Regions from separate parts of the Zea mays genome. Here region 2 is linked to region 1. Evidence: chromatin contacts called from public Hi-C data. All regions are on one chromosome and are shown on one strand. Each heading gives the region's core, a stretch centred on a gene start, on an enhancer-like site or on the middle of the called end of the contact. The rest is flanking DNA. Distances are from core to core; before and after follow the strand shown.

What was found. A called contact is a pair of places that touch in the nucleus more often than the background predicts.
Region 2: a contact with region 1 is called in a Hi-C map of bundle sheath, with 5 times the contacts expected there. The contact joins the promoter of LOC100277429 here to the enhancer-like site in region 1. A contact is called at or near these places in 7 of 25 Hi-C or Micro-C datasets (bundle sheath, ear, endosperm and 2 more) and 1 of 3 datasets of contacts at active chromatin or transcription factors (seedling).

Annotation. Positions count from the first base shown.
Region 1 is chr3:194,446,663-194,453,755 of Zm-B73-REFERENCE-NAM-5.0, forward strand. No RefSeq gene overlaps it. Among protein-coding and RNA genes, the nearest start is that of LOC103652451, 35 kb to the left of the region's middle. Within about 2 kb of position 4,384, at least 17 of the 20 cell types and tissues checked have an H3K27ac peak or open chromatin away from gene starts, as enhancers often do. A contact at or near this core is called in bundle sheath, ear, leaf and 2 more, where this site is marked.
Region 2 is chr3:194,513,716-194,520,808 of Zm-B73-REFERENCE-NAM-5.0, forward strand. LOC100277429 reads left to right here and starts at 2,975. Exons shown (of 1, transcript NM_001150991.2): 1 at 2,975-3,599. The coding sequence starts at 3,137. The coding sequence ends at 3,448. LOC103651120 reads left to right here. Exons shown (of 1, transcript XM_008676719.4): 1 at 1-3.

The DNA.
Region 1 (7,093 bases), core at 3,134-5,633:
TCCTAGGGGATCCACATTTGATTTAATTGGTTATTCCGATGCCGATTGGGTGGGGTGTAAGATTAATAGAAAGAGCACATCGGGGACTTGCCAGTTCTTGGGAAGATCCTTGGTGTCTTGGGCTTCAAAGAAGCAAAATTCCATAGCTCTTTCTACCGCCGAGGCCGAATAAATTGCCGCAGGACATTGTTGCGCGCAACTACTTTGGATGAGGCAAACCCTTAGGGACTACGGTTACAAATTAACCAAAGTTCCTCTTCTATGTGATAATGAGAATGCAATCCGCATGGCGGATAATCCCGTTGAGCATAGCCGCACTAAACACATAGTCATTCGGTATCATTTTCTAAGGGATCACCAACAAAAGGGAGATATCGAGATTTCATACATTAATACTAAAGATCAATTAGCCGATATCTTTACCAAGCCTCTTGATGAACAAGCCTTTAACAAACTTAGGCATGAGCTAAATATCCTTGATTCTAGGAACTTCTTTTGTTAATTTGCACACATAGCTCATTCATATACCTTTGATCATGTCTCTTTTATATACTATGACTAATGTCTTTTCAAGTCTATTTCAAATCAAGTCATAGGTGTATTGAAAGGGAATTGGAGTCTTCGGCGAAGACAAAGGCTTCCACTTCGTAACTCATCCTTCGCCGTCACTCCGAGCAACTCCCCATCTTTGGGGGAGAAAAGGACTCCGTCTTTGGTATAATCTTCACTCATTTATTTATGACCAAAGGGGGAGAGAGTATTTCTAAGGGCTCTAATGACTCCGTTTTTGGCGATTCATGCCAAAGGGGGAGAAAGTATTAGCCCAAAGCAAAAGGACCACACCACCACCTAATTTTAAAAAGAGTTTTTCAAATGATATGATTCTCAATTGATAAATTTAAAATTGGTATCTTATTGTGTTCAAAAGGGGGAGAACGTAGCATTTCAAAATTGATATATCAAAACCCTCTTGAACACTAAGAGGAGAATTTTATTTAGGGGGAGTTTTGTTTAGTCAAAGGAAAAGCATTTGAAATAGGGGGAGAAAATTTCAAATCTTGAAAATGCTTCGCAAAATCTTATTCATTTACCTTTGACTATTTGCAAAAGAACTTTGAATAGGATTTACAAAAGAATTTGCAAAAACAAAACATGTGGTGCAAGCGTGGTCCAAAATGTCAAAAATTGAAGAAACAATCCATGCATATCTTATAAGTATTTATATTGGCTCAATTCAAAGCAACCTTTGCACTTACATCTTGCAAGCTAGTTCAATTATGCACTTCTATACTTGCTTTGGTTTGTGTTGGCATCAATCACCAAAAAGGGGGAGATTGAAAGGGAATTAGGCTTACACCTATTTCCTAATTGATTTTGGTGGTTGAATTGTCCAATACAAATAATTGGACTAACTAGTTTGCTCCAGTGTACAAATTATACAGGTGCCAAAGGTTCACAACTTAGCCAATAAACAGACCAAGAATTGGGTTCAACAAAGGAGCAAAGGGATAACCGAAGTGTGCCCTGGTCTGGCACACCGGACTGTCCGGTGTGCCACCGGACAGTGTCCGGTGCACCAGGGGACTTCACGCTGAACTCTTCACCTTCGGGAAAATCCAGAGGCGCTCCCCTATAATTCACCGGACTGTCCGGTGCCCCAAGAAAGAGCGGCTCTGGAACTCGCCATCCTCGGGAATTTGCTCCGCTATAATTCACCGGACATGTCTGGTGTACACCGGATTGTCCGGTGAGCCAGTGGAGCAACGGCTACTTCGCGCTAACGGTCACCTGCAACAACAATTAATGCGCGCCAGAGCACGCAGAAGTCAGGCACGCGCGTAGTGGCGCACCAGACACTCTACAGTACATGTCCGGTGCGCCACCGGACATCCAGGCGGGCTCAGAAGTCAGAAGCTCCAACGGTCGAATCCCAACGGCCTGGTGACGTGGCTGGCGCACCGGACATGTCCGGTGTGCACCGGCCTGTCCGGTGCACCATACGACAATTAGCCACCACCAAACGACTAGTTTGGTGGTTGGGGCTATAAATACCCCCAACCACCCCACATTCAAGTCATCCAAGTTTTCCAACTTCAACTACTTACAAGAGCTCTAGCATTCAATTCTAGACACACCCAAGTGATCAAATCCTCTCCAAACTCCACACAACGCCCTAGTGATTAGTGAGAGAGATTTGCTTGTGTTCTTTCGAAGCTCTTGCGCTTGGATTGCTTTCTTCTTTCTTTGATTCTTCATTACGATCAAACTCACTTGTAATTGAGGCAAGAGACACCAATCTTGTGGTGATCCTTGTGGGAACTTTGTGTTCCAAGTGATTGAGAAGAAAAGCTCACTCGATCCGAGGGACCGTTTGAGAGAGGGAAAGGGTTGAAAGAGACCCGGTCTTTGTGACCACCTCAACGGGGAGTAGGTTTGCGAGAACCGAACCTCGGTAAAACAAATCCACGTGTCACACTCCTTATTCGCTTGCGATTTGTTTTGCACCCTCTCTCGCGGACTCGATTATATTTCTAACGCTAACCCGGCTTGTAGTTGTGATTATTTGTGAGAATTTCAGTTTCGCCCTATTCACCCCCCTCTAGGCGACTTTCAGTAACCCCCTACTGCAAGCGCACCCGACCTGGGCGCAGGGCAACACGAAAGCCGCGGGTTTCCCCTTTTCTGCCTGTCTCCCTCTCTCTTGCCCCTCTTCGTGCTCCATCTCGCGCCGACCCATCTGGGCTGGGACACGCGGCGACAATTTACTCGTCGATCCAGGGACCCCCCCGGGGTCGAAACGCCGACACTTTTATTTTACTGTTAGCGTGACAAATCATTGTTGCTCCATCCAATTCAGCAATCTCAAAAAATATGGAGTCCATTGCGCCAATGTGGTCTCAGAAACGACCTAATGATTGCAAGAGCCAAGAACGACGTGTCATGCTTAGGCCGTAGCGTCGACCCGTAGTGCTGGTTCGGCCCGACACAATTATATTTTATGATTTTACAAAAAACATAATACATATATATAATTTATATTCAATACTAAAAACATTTGAGTATGATGTTCTATTGGTTAGACAGCTTTACTCAGTGTCTCTCACCCTTCTTCCATCAGGATATGGGTTTGAACCTCACCTTCTGCATTATTTTTAATTTTACGGTGATTTAATCAAATGGGCTAATGGGCTGGCTTGACACAGTCAAGAGACTGGCATAACGTGTTTGGGCTAGAGTTGTGGCCTACGTGCGTCTGGCCCGTGCCGGACACCGTTTGGCTATCTATAGATGTGCAGCGGATTAATTTGAAATAGCTGCCACACTATATATCACTCGTTCCGCACTGTAGCTGAGGGCGTGGTTGGGGGTTTCTCCCAGGCTCCCAGCCCGATCGGCTATAGCATGTGGTGCTCACGTTCGTCGTCCCCTCCATACGTGAACCACGCGAGAGCGACGATGCATCTTGCATGATCCATCAAAGATCTGCAAGTCCCGGCTGAAGCCGGCCTTAGACTGTCTCCAACAACGTCCCCTAAATTTCATCCTCTAAAGAAATATTCTCTGTCTTTTACAGTTTTCTCTAAAAGATTTCATCCTCTATATTTTCATCATCTCCAGCAACGTTCTCTAAAATCGATCCTCTATATCTAAAGTGATACCATCTTTCATTATATATATATATATATTTATATTACCGATCGCTTCAAAAAACCATCGTTTATTTTCTATCCTCTCTCGGCCATTCATCGAACATATGCATGGCAGAGCCGCAGAGCTACTTAGAGCCGCAGAGCTACTGTTGCCTCTCTCTCCCACCTTCGTGTAGCTTCTCTCCAACTGGGCACAAGCAACCAAAGCCACACGAACACCATGGCCAGCACGGTGGCCTCTGCGCCGGTTGGGATGAGCCCTGCGATCACACACTCACCGGCGTCGGCAACAAGTTGGTCCTCGCCGGCAGTGGTACGATGCATAGGTGCAGAAGTGAATGGAGGAGACGGCAGGCACGATTGAACAGTGTTTAGCGAGTGGTCGTATGTCCGGCAGATTTAGCGTCTCGGAGGCGGCCGCTAAATTTTAGCGCATGGTTTAAAGTCTCTTGCTGAAGGCGTAGAGAACGTCTTCATCCGCTAAATTTAGCGGACAGGACGGTTTACCGTCCCTTGTTGGAGACAGCCTTAGCCCTTAAAGCTCTAAAGCTCAAGGACGACGGAGGAAACACTCAAACACTGACCAGCTGGGCTCGTCACCCGGTTCCGATGGCGTCGCTTCTGACGCTGGATCCCGAGCCCGAGTACGAGCTGGGCGAGTCCCTTGCGCTGTCACCCGGCCCTGTGCAGCTGTGCTCTGTGACGCTAATGATGATTGATGTGGACCACACCATCGCCGAGATCCTCTGGTGCTCTGCAAGTCTGCATGGACCGCACGCCCGTCGCCGGCTCCTGCTCCACCTCCACCCACCGGCCACCACGCCTGTCGGCCCCTCTCCGTGGCTAGGCCCCCTGACTCGCGAGTCTCTCGAGTGGTAGGCTGGTAGCGGGCAGGAGCTCACGGCCGGTGCAGCCCTCGTGGCCGCTGCTCTATGCGCGGTCCTGGCGCGGCCCCGCGAGCACGACGAGCTCCAGAAAGCTTTAATTTTTTTTAACATTTTAAGTTTTTCATAATAGAACACAAACATTAACCTGTTAGAGTGTATTTTAAGAGCAAAATAGGACATTCTAACCAAAATCTTGTTTTATGGATAGGAAGCTGATGTGTAGACATACATTTTTATTATTGTAAATCCACGGTGAATTTCAGAATCACTGTTGTATGATTATTCGAGGATTTTTGCTGACTGCGACCTCGTCTTGCAAGTTGCAAGCGCGCCAAAACTGTCATGCAAAACACAAGAACACTGAATACAGACACATGATAAACGCTAAAGCCGTGCTCGTGGAATACAGAAACATAACTGGGAATCCCTTGGTGATTTCTACTCACGTGTGCCGAAGCTGCTGTGCTGGACAAAATGAACTTCTCTGTGTTCGACGGGAAACTCTGGCATGAAGATGGAGACTTATCTGACATCAGTTCGACACACACACCATTCTTTACACAGAAAAATGCCATGAAATCGAGACACGTTTTTTCCATCTTGTGTTTATCCGACAAGCTGCTTTCAAAAAAAAATTGCGACAAGCCGACAGGATGACAAGTTGGCAATCGGGTGGATTCAGAATTGGCGAGAAAAAAAAAGCAGAGGCCACCATTTTGTAGGAAAAGAAAAAAAATACTCCTAGATGATTTCTTTTGAGTTAGTCATACCTAATGAGGCACCGAAGACCTGCAACGGCAAGGGTACGTTCTAGAGTTCAAATCCAGACAAGACAACGGCCACAAACACGGGCTAGCTTGTTCAGCTAACAGTTGAACCTCATATTATATACTGCTTCCGGAAGCATGCTTAATAGCTTCCTTGTGTTTGTAGTATTTTTTGTAGGAAAAGGAAGCAGCTGCGAACCTTTTTGCTACATATATAGTCCTATATATACCTAAAAGACGCAAGCTTTATTCAGTTTCAATGTCTGTATCTTTTTTCTATCCATTATTTATAAAAAAGACTTCTCTGAACGTGTGGCGGCCCACCTACGCCGACCAAAATGAGACTACGTACTCCATCCGATTCTGCATGTATGTAAAGCCGAATTCAGATGCGACATTTTTTTTGTGGATCTGAAAAGGATGCTTAGCTTATTAATTATTTGCGTAGACCAACTGCAAGAGCGGCGACGCCACGCCAGCAATGACGCTGGAATCCTCGTGCGGGTCACAGTTGATTCACGGCACCCTAGCTTGATCAGATTATACGCTTGTTATCTCTGATTAATCGTCGTATGCGACGCACATTAGCTGGAGCACCCGGCGCCCTACCCGGCCGGGGAAAGAAAACTACTGCACCCGCTCGTGTGTATTTTTACTCATTCCAGAGCGCCACGTCGTCAGTTAACTCATCTATGCTCGAAAAAGCTGGAGATTTTCGATAAATTAGTGGCCTCGGTTGGAAACCAAGCAAGGTTGCGTTGTTAGTTGTTATACCTACTAGCCGACCAAAGCAAATTTGGTGTTTACTCTGATCACCTATTCTCCTCGTGACTACTTTTCTAGTCTTTACTTTAATTTGTGATCTTTCGGTGAAACATGAGCGTCAGTATCCCCCTTTTCCCTATATTTTCTATCATGCACTCCGTTTGATCCAGCATTTTTCTCGGAAGGAACGTACTGCGTTTTGTACTCCGTATCATGCATGTAAAGTATGCCAAAGGTCATTTTCGTGATCTCGGCTGCCCAGACAATGAAACATCAGCCTGATTTGAGAGTTCGTTCTGACTACCTGGGCATGCTCATCTATCGTACCAGAGCTATGAAAGAAAAAAAAACATTTATGTTCCCGAGCTGAGCCTTGAGAGTTCAGAGACAACTCCTACGTTACACTACTACAGCAAACCTCTGTACAGACGGTTTGGTTCGCCTCTACACAGGCGGTTCCAGGAACCGCTTATGGTGCACCGCCTGTGATGTAAAACAACATCACAGACGGTCAATCAAAAACCGCCTGTGAAAGACACACATTACAGGTGGTCCAGTTCAAAGGAACCGCCTGTGATAGACACACATCACAGGCGGTTTCTTATCCTAGCCGCTTGTGTTAGCCACACATCACATACGGTTTTTAATATAAGTCCGACTGCATACAATATAAATCACAGACGGTTTTCAATATACAGAATTTTCAAACACAGATTATACATAGATTTCATACACAGATTCACACAGATTGCATACACAGATTTATACATATCAAGTTCCATAATACACAAATTCATCCACATATCAAGTTCCATCGTCATACACAGATTTATACACATATCAAGTTCCATAGGCAACTAAACATCTCAAAGTTCCATAGACAACTAAACATCTAAAGTTCCTAACTAAAGACCTAAACACTGTGTGATATTGTGTACAAACTTAGTTCTGAGAATCGTTGCAAATTTCCATTTGTATTGTAGAATAGCCCTTGTTGATGAAGAACTTCACGGCGCATAAAGTA
Region 2 (7,093 bases), core at 1,725-4,224, 66 kb after region 1:
GCAGAGCATGATCAACACCACCACCTAATGCTCAGCTAGATTATGGTCTGCTGCAAAAGTTTTCTGATCGGCCCTCTGTGTTTGGATGGTCGTGTTGCCGTTACCATGCATGCAGGGCCAGGACAAACTGTACTCCTACCTCATACACCTTTGGATATGCATGGAGATAGATGCACTGTAGATCGAAGAGAGAATATCCAGCAATGTAAAAGAACGTAACCATATTCTTGAGAGAGAGAGAGAGAGAGAGAATAACATAAAATGCGTAGTTAAATTGTGGTTGACGCGAGAGGCAACTAAATATATACATGATGAAGAGCTAGTTACAAACAAATAGTAAAAAAAAAGATAATCTTACTAGTAGTTAGGAAACGGGGACCATCTTTTTGGTGAGACTTGAGCACTTGACCTAACTCTGAAAGCGCGCAAATGGCCCGTCTCATCATTCTGTCGGGCCGGGATGATGAGAAGCACCTTCGCTACAAAAACGATCCACACACATTTCGCAGTCGCTCGGCAGGTCAAAATCTACCGCAAATAAAACCCCGCCTAGTAGTAGTGCTTACAATTCAGAAGGTGGAGATCGATGAAATGGGCGATCCACATTAGCTGCAGTAGGTGCGCACACCAACACGTTGACAAGCAGGCGAGCTGAGGTCCAAATCAAGGTTGCTGGACGTAGCCATCAGTCGACTAATAACTCTCTAGGTGGTGGCCCGAGAGTGTTGCATTGCTGCCGGTTTGACCGACCGAGGCTGTCGCTCGCTGGAAGGAACTAGTGTTTTCCAGCAAAGTGACAGCTCCGTGTATGACAGTATGTATGTATGTATTCTAACCACTGTTCGTCTGCATGTTAGCCCCCTGAAAAATATAATAACACGGCAGCATTTCCCTCGAGGTGTTTATTTGTCTGAACGGATGTTAATAACAAAGGTTATCCGCACAAACTACAGTGTTAATTAAGTGACGCTACAAGCTAATATAAGTAGATGTCTACATTTATAAACCAAGTGAAAGCAACCGGCCGGTTGTAGTTGAGTGCTGCGATTACATGCAAAGATATGCTGATGCGTGTATCTGCATAAATAAGAATGCTCGTGACCATGCAGGAGATGACCACAGATTAAACAACTATACAGCTAGCCTGCCTAATTAAAATCCATCGAAACATATATAACACGATAAGTAACATATAGTGCTCCTATATATATCTCTCGTGGTTATCTTTCATGAGTAGAGAATGTATGTAAGCGTACATTCTGTGCACTACTACAATCCAGCTCTTTGCTGAGTGCATAGCATTTTGCCGAGGGTAATTTATTGGACACTTGACAAAAAAACATTCGACGAGGGTTTTAGAGACAAGTACTCGGTAAAGAACTCTTTTCTTATAGTGCTAACGCCGCAGCATGCTCATCAACTAGCGACAACTACTTTGTTACCGAGTCCTAGTGTTACCAAACTCCGATGCGATGGTTGGTTAACTTGGAGTAAAAATTCCCGATCCGTTAGTTTAATCAAGCTAAGGTTTGAACTAATGATTTTTTGCTTCGTTAGGTTAATTCAACACAGTTCATATATGCCATCTATTCTTGAAGCAGCCGAGCCGTGGTGATTATCTACAACAGTTCAGAGTTTTAAGACTTCCTTTGTCAACCATTGTTTTAATATAGATCGAACACGAGACATAGAATTTTACTTCAAAAAACGTTTGCTGGAAAAAAAATGCTTTGGGGCCAGTAGATAATAACTACACTTTACAACTCTGGGACCATACTCAGCAGTAATCAGTTCTAATCAGACTTAGCAGCAAGATATTCCAGCTAGAGTGAGTCCTAACCACGATTCTAGCTACTAGTCAGCGAACACTTGTTGGACTAGAAACCACCAAATGATCTTACAACTGTCCTTTTTTTTTAAACGATGTTTCTGCAACTTTTCACTTAAAATTATAAAAAATATATATTCATAACTTTTGTACAAACCAGAGTCAGAACCTAGTTCTAACGTCCCTACAGAAACCTGTTGGAGCTAGCTAGATCCAGTTTCAATCACCTGCCACTAAACATAGTAATTAACAAAAAAAAGCAGATAGCAGGCATGTGGATCTAGGCTTTTCTGAAAACAAAAACCAAGGGTTTCTATTCCACATCATAGATACACAGATGATTGAATTTTTGATCAATTGCTCTAGGGACCTCAAAATATTATGGTGCTGGATGATGCCTGAATGGCAATTCGCCAAGAACGAACGGAAGGAGAAGGCTACGGACCGGTGCGACGTGCCGGCCGTGGGAGCAAAGAGCATCGTCGACATACAGCAGCGAGAGACGGAAACAAGTTCCAACTTCCAAAAGCATGCCTTTTGCGTGATCTTGTTCACGAATTTGTGGCAATTTAAAAACAGGCATCGCTAGACAGTGGCTGCGGGCACGGCAGCTGAAGCCTTCAAATGTGCGTACCGTTAGTTAGTCACGCACGCACGCACGCGCGCGGGCGGAGGAGAAGAAGCCGAGAGCGAGACCAGTTGGACCCCGTCCGTCCCTCCCTGTCCCTGGTGGCTTCTCATGGTTGTTGGGTAGCGCAAGATCCTCTGCAAAAGCCGCGTTCACACCTCACACTCGCCGTCGCCGCGCTCCTTCCGTCCTTGGCGTGGAAAGGAAAAAAAAGGGCTCTCAAGATTCTGTCTCCCCCGCCAGTTTCCCACCCACGTCACGCCGTCCGGTCGCGAACTCGCGCGCGGCTGCCTGCGCCGTGCCCGTGCGCCCGGCCACTCCCGCACTAGCCTAGCCTATGGAGGACTGGAGCGCTGGGTCGCCGCGGCCGTCCACGTGGCCAGACGGAAAGCGGAAGCCGCCCCCGCGACGCGACACGGTCTCCCGTCCAAGCTGATTGGCACGCCGCACTAATCACCCTCTCGACCTCTCTTAGCCCCCGTACAGTATAAATAAGCTTCTCCGTCACCAGACCGAGAGAATCCCTCTCGGAACGGAGATCACGGCGACGATAGCCGACCAACAACGAGCACTGATCCAGAACCCAGAGCCTGATTGCCAAGAGGTCCGTCCGTCCGTCCGTCCGCGCGCGCCAAGGCACGCACAGCGCAGCGTATACTTGTCGTCGACCGCGAGCGCGCATGGGGAACTGCCTCAGGCTGCGGCGCGCGGCGACGTGGGCGGACGGCGACGAGTGGGAGGAGGAGGCGGAGCCCTGCAGCAAGGCCAAGGCGGCGCCCGCAGCCGTCGAGGACAAGGTGGAGGTCAAGATCCGGGTGACTCGGCGGCAGCTGCAGGAGCTGCTTGAGAAGGCCAGCCGGCGGCAGGTGGAGGAGGTGCTGGCGGAGCTGATGACTTCCGGCACGGTGTACTACCCGCGCCAGCGCGATGAGATTCGGCGGCACTGGAGGCCCGCCCTCTACAGCATACCGGAGGGCGTCGAGGAGTCGTGATGGATGATGGCTCACGAGCTAGTTATGTGAATCTGTGTTATGTGCAGTGTTGTTGCTCTAGGAAGATGCAGGTTTTAGCGATTCTTTCTGAGATAGTATTGTACAGGCTTACAGACTGAAAATGCAACAAAAACCGATGCTAGTTTGAAAACCGCATTTCCCAAGGATTTCTATTTTCTAAGGGCAATTAGTTCATTTTACTTTTCGAAAATAGAGATCACATGGAAAAATTTACTTCCTAAACCAGCGAGTCAGTGCAGGCGCCATGCATATGCCCCACGGCCCACCTCGTCTCACCAAGAATTTGAGGACCGTCAAACGGGAACTCTGTAGCGAGAATGGACAGTCACCATCTATGTATCTGCGTCCATTTATTCTATATAGGGTCTGTTTGGTTCAGCTTTTTTCTGACCAGCTTTTCTACTATTACAACAATTCAACCGATTATATGTTTATGTTGATTTTGGATGATTTTTGCCCCAACGAATTTTATAAAAGCTGGCTAAAAAACTGAGCGTTTGGCAATCCGCAGCAGCTTTTGGTGGCCAAAAGCTGTCAGAAGCCGAAACAAACAGGGCCATAAGCTCCGCATTGAAGATTGAACTAGTCCATCTGTTGCTATGCGTCGAACGATCAAGGCTTCATCAACTTAAATAAAGGGTCGTGATCGGTGTGTTATCACTATAGTTTATACATACTCCCTCCGTCTCGGTTTATACACCAAACCATTCGATTAAAAAATTTGTGTCTTGTTACCGCTACTGTGAACGATACTCTTGCTCCAATTACGGGATGGAATAGATGAGATAGACATAATATTGCCCTAAATACCAAACCCTCCATCGAATTTAACATTTTAAACAGATATATAAAAAATTTAATATTCATCTTTTCTTATATTATCAAGCACATTATTACAAATAAGAATAGCAATATTCGGATTCGGATTCGAATCTATATTCGAATTTTATATTTATAATTTAAGAAGATATATAGTAAATTTGAGGTTTACCTTTTATGAATCTTTACCAACTCAATGCTAAAAACAAGAATATGAATTTGTAGATTCTATATCCTATTTATTCGCATCAAAGGAAAAAAAAGTCAAACCGAATAAGTATATGTTTTTTACTGTCTTCATCCCTAGCTGCAGTGGTAGATATGTTATATCGCTTCTACTGACGTTGGGGCTTGTACTGTTAGGCATGACGTAGTTGGTAGCAGGTGTAGCCTTATGTACTTAATAATACTTTATGGTACGCAAACATGTATACGTGTGGCTATAAGATCGATGTAGGTATATCGAATAGTGGCCTTGAGTACCCTGGTACCCAAATCGTGGCGACGTGCGCTTGTCAGGATGTGTTACATGAGAGACTTATCCAATATGCCAGTGCTATGAATCTATCAGTAGAACCTAAACATAGGTTCCTTGTTTTCTTGCTGTAATGGCCTCAAGGGGAAGGGGACTGGTCACAGACTTGTATATTATGGATAATATATTACACTAAGGGCTGGTTTGGCAGCCCAAAACCCCACTGGTTTCCTGGCCTTTTCTTTGGGAAAAAAGCTCACACAAATTATTTCTTTGGGTTTGTCCATCTGATTGTTTGGAAGCCTATCATCCGGCTGATATTTGCTTAGGGAAAAACTTTTTTCCAGCGGGAAACAGCCCTGGACCTCTCGAGGTCAGGTGATTCTTCCCATTGGCTCCCCGCGACATCAATGCTAGCCTCAAGAGGTCTCCCCATTTGTTCCCAAACAGTGGCGAGAAAATACACCCAAGAGGAAAAATTCTTCTAGGAAATTAAGTGACATCTAAAATCCCATTGATGGATATCTTACCTAGGATTTTTCGCACGTTACTGCCAAACCAGCCCTAAGTCGTAGCAAGTCCCTTTGAATGAACAGCTCGATTGAAGAAGAATCCGTCTTGGTAATGGGTAAGGTTCCCATGAATTTGTCAAGACGTCAAGGCTATCCAGATTTATATTTTCATGACCATATGATTAGAAGTTCTAGATGGCCACGTGAGAGCCGTATGGGCGTGTTGTCCTTTGGGTTTGGGGTTGACAACCAATACGTACCCACACGGACTAACCTCCATTTCCTTGAGCAGGTGCCAGGTGGAAATACCATGGAACAATTGCTGTCCTGCTGGCTGCTGCTATACACTGGTGAGATGTACTATATATATATATGTCGGATAGGACTGGCACGACACTTTGGACGAATCCAAACCCAACAACCTTGAATTCCTTGACAAGCCTACGTATATACTCATATAAAGAATACCACGGCACTGCTCCGGTTGAAAATTCCATCTTCCAAAGAGATTCCGTGCACCTCCTAGTTCATACAAATGAACTGCAAACGCTAGTTAGTAAAAGAAGCGGTTGTAGTTTCGATTGTGGATTTTTTAATAATCTCGATATTTTTGAAACCAGGACTAGAGATCCAAACCTAAAGAGCATGATCTTTAGTCCTGGTTGCCTAAATCAGAACAAAAGGTTTTACTAATCCAAAAAAATAATTGACAACCGCTACTCCGATTGAAAAAAAAAAAGCACACACGCACATCTTACCAAAGAGATTCTGCCCACCTTCGAGTTCATACAAATGTACCGCAAACGCTAGCTAAGCTAGTAGAAAAAAGTGGCTATCTAGTCCTGGATTTGTAAGGACGTCACCCGCCCGCTGGATCCTGTAAGGGTGTAAGGGCATCCTGAATTTTGAGAGAAACAATCCTCGACAGACTCGACTCATCCTAGCGTCTCTCTGAACCAAACACCGTTTACAATGAGATTAATAACACATACGGGCGCGAGCCTGTCCAGCCGCATACGCACGTTTCGCACGTACCGGCGGATGCAGAAAAATAGCTGTAAAATAAATTATTTTACATCTACTCGTGTAGCTCACGTCTGCCATATACAGATAATCAAACAGGTGCTTGCATAAAGTCAATGTATACGATAGCTCAGGATCAAATAGTGCAGATAACCAATCACATGGATAGAATCTCCCATCATCTCTGCAAGAGCATGCCTTTGATCCTGTGCTCCGCCATTTCACCCTCTTGTACCTCTAAAGGAACAAGCTGCAGACTGAAACCCTCATCCTAATCGATACAGCTTCTGAACCCACCCACACAAGTCTCCACGGAGTTTCTTGGTTCCTTTTATTACGCAAGAGGAAAAGGAAAAAAAAACGCGAGGCAGTAGGCCCTTGATACCGCAAAAGATTCGTTCGATAGCCCATTCACACCAGGCCGGCCCAACCGCCCGCGACCAACCCCAGCCACCCCCAACAAGCCGCGTGTCGGTGAGTCGTGAGTACCGTAGCCGCGTCGACGGAGAGGCCCAGTCACACTCGCATCGCACGCCACCTCGCCCGACGTCGGGTAGTGCTTGTTGGGAACGCGTCTCCGCGAGGCATCTGTCATATCGACTGCCTCGTCGGAGTCCCGGCGAGGATGAGCTCCTCTGACCTGGGGCATGACCTGCACGCCACGTCGGGATCTGGAACCCGCCTCGCCTCCCACGTGACATCATGGACAAGAAGAACGGCAGAGAAGGATCGGAACGGCACGTGCAGTCTCGCAGTCGCAGCTGACGGCCGCCTCCTTCCTTCCCCACTTCAGCA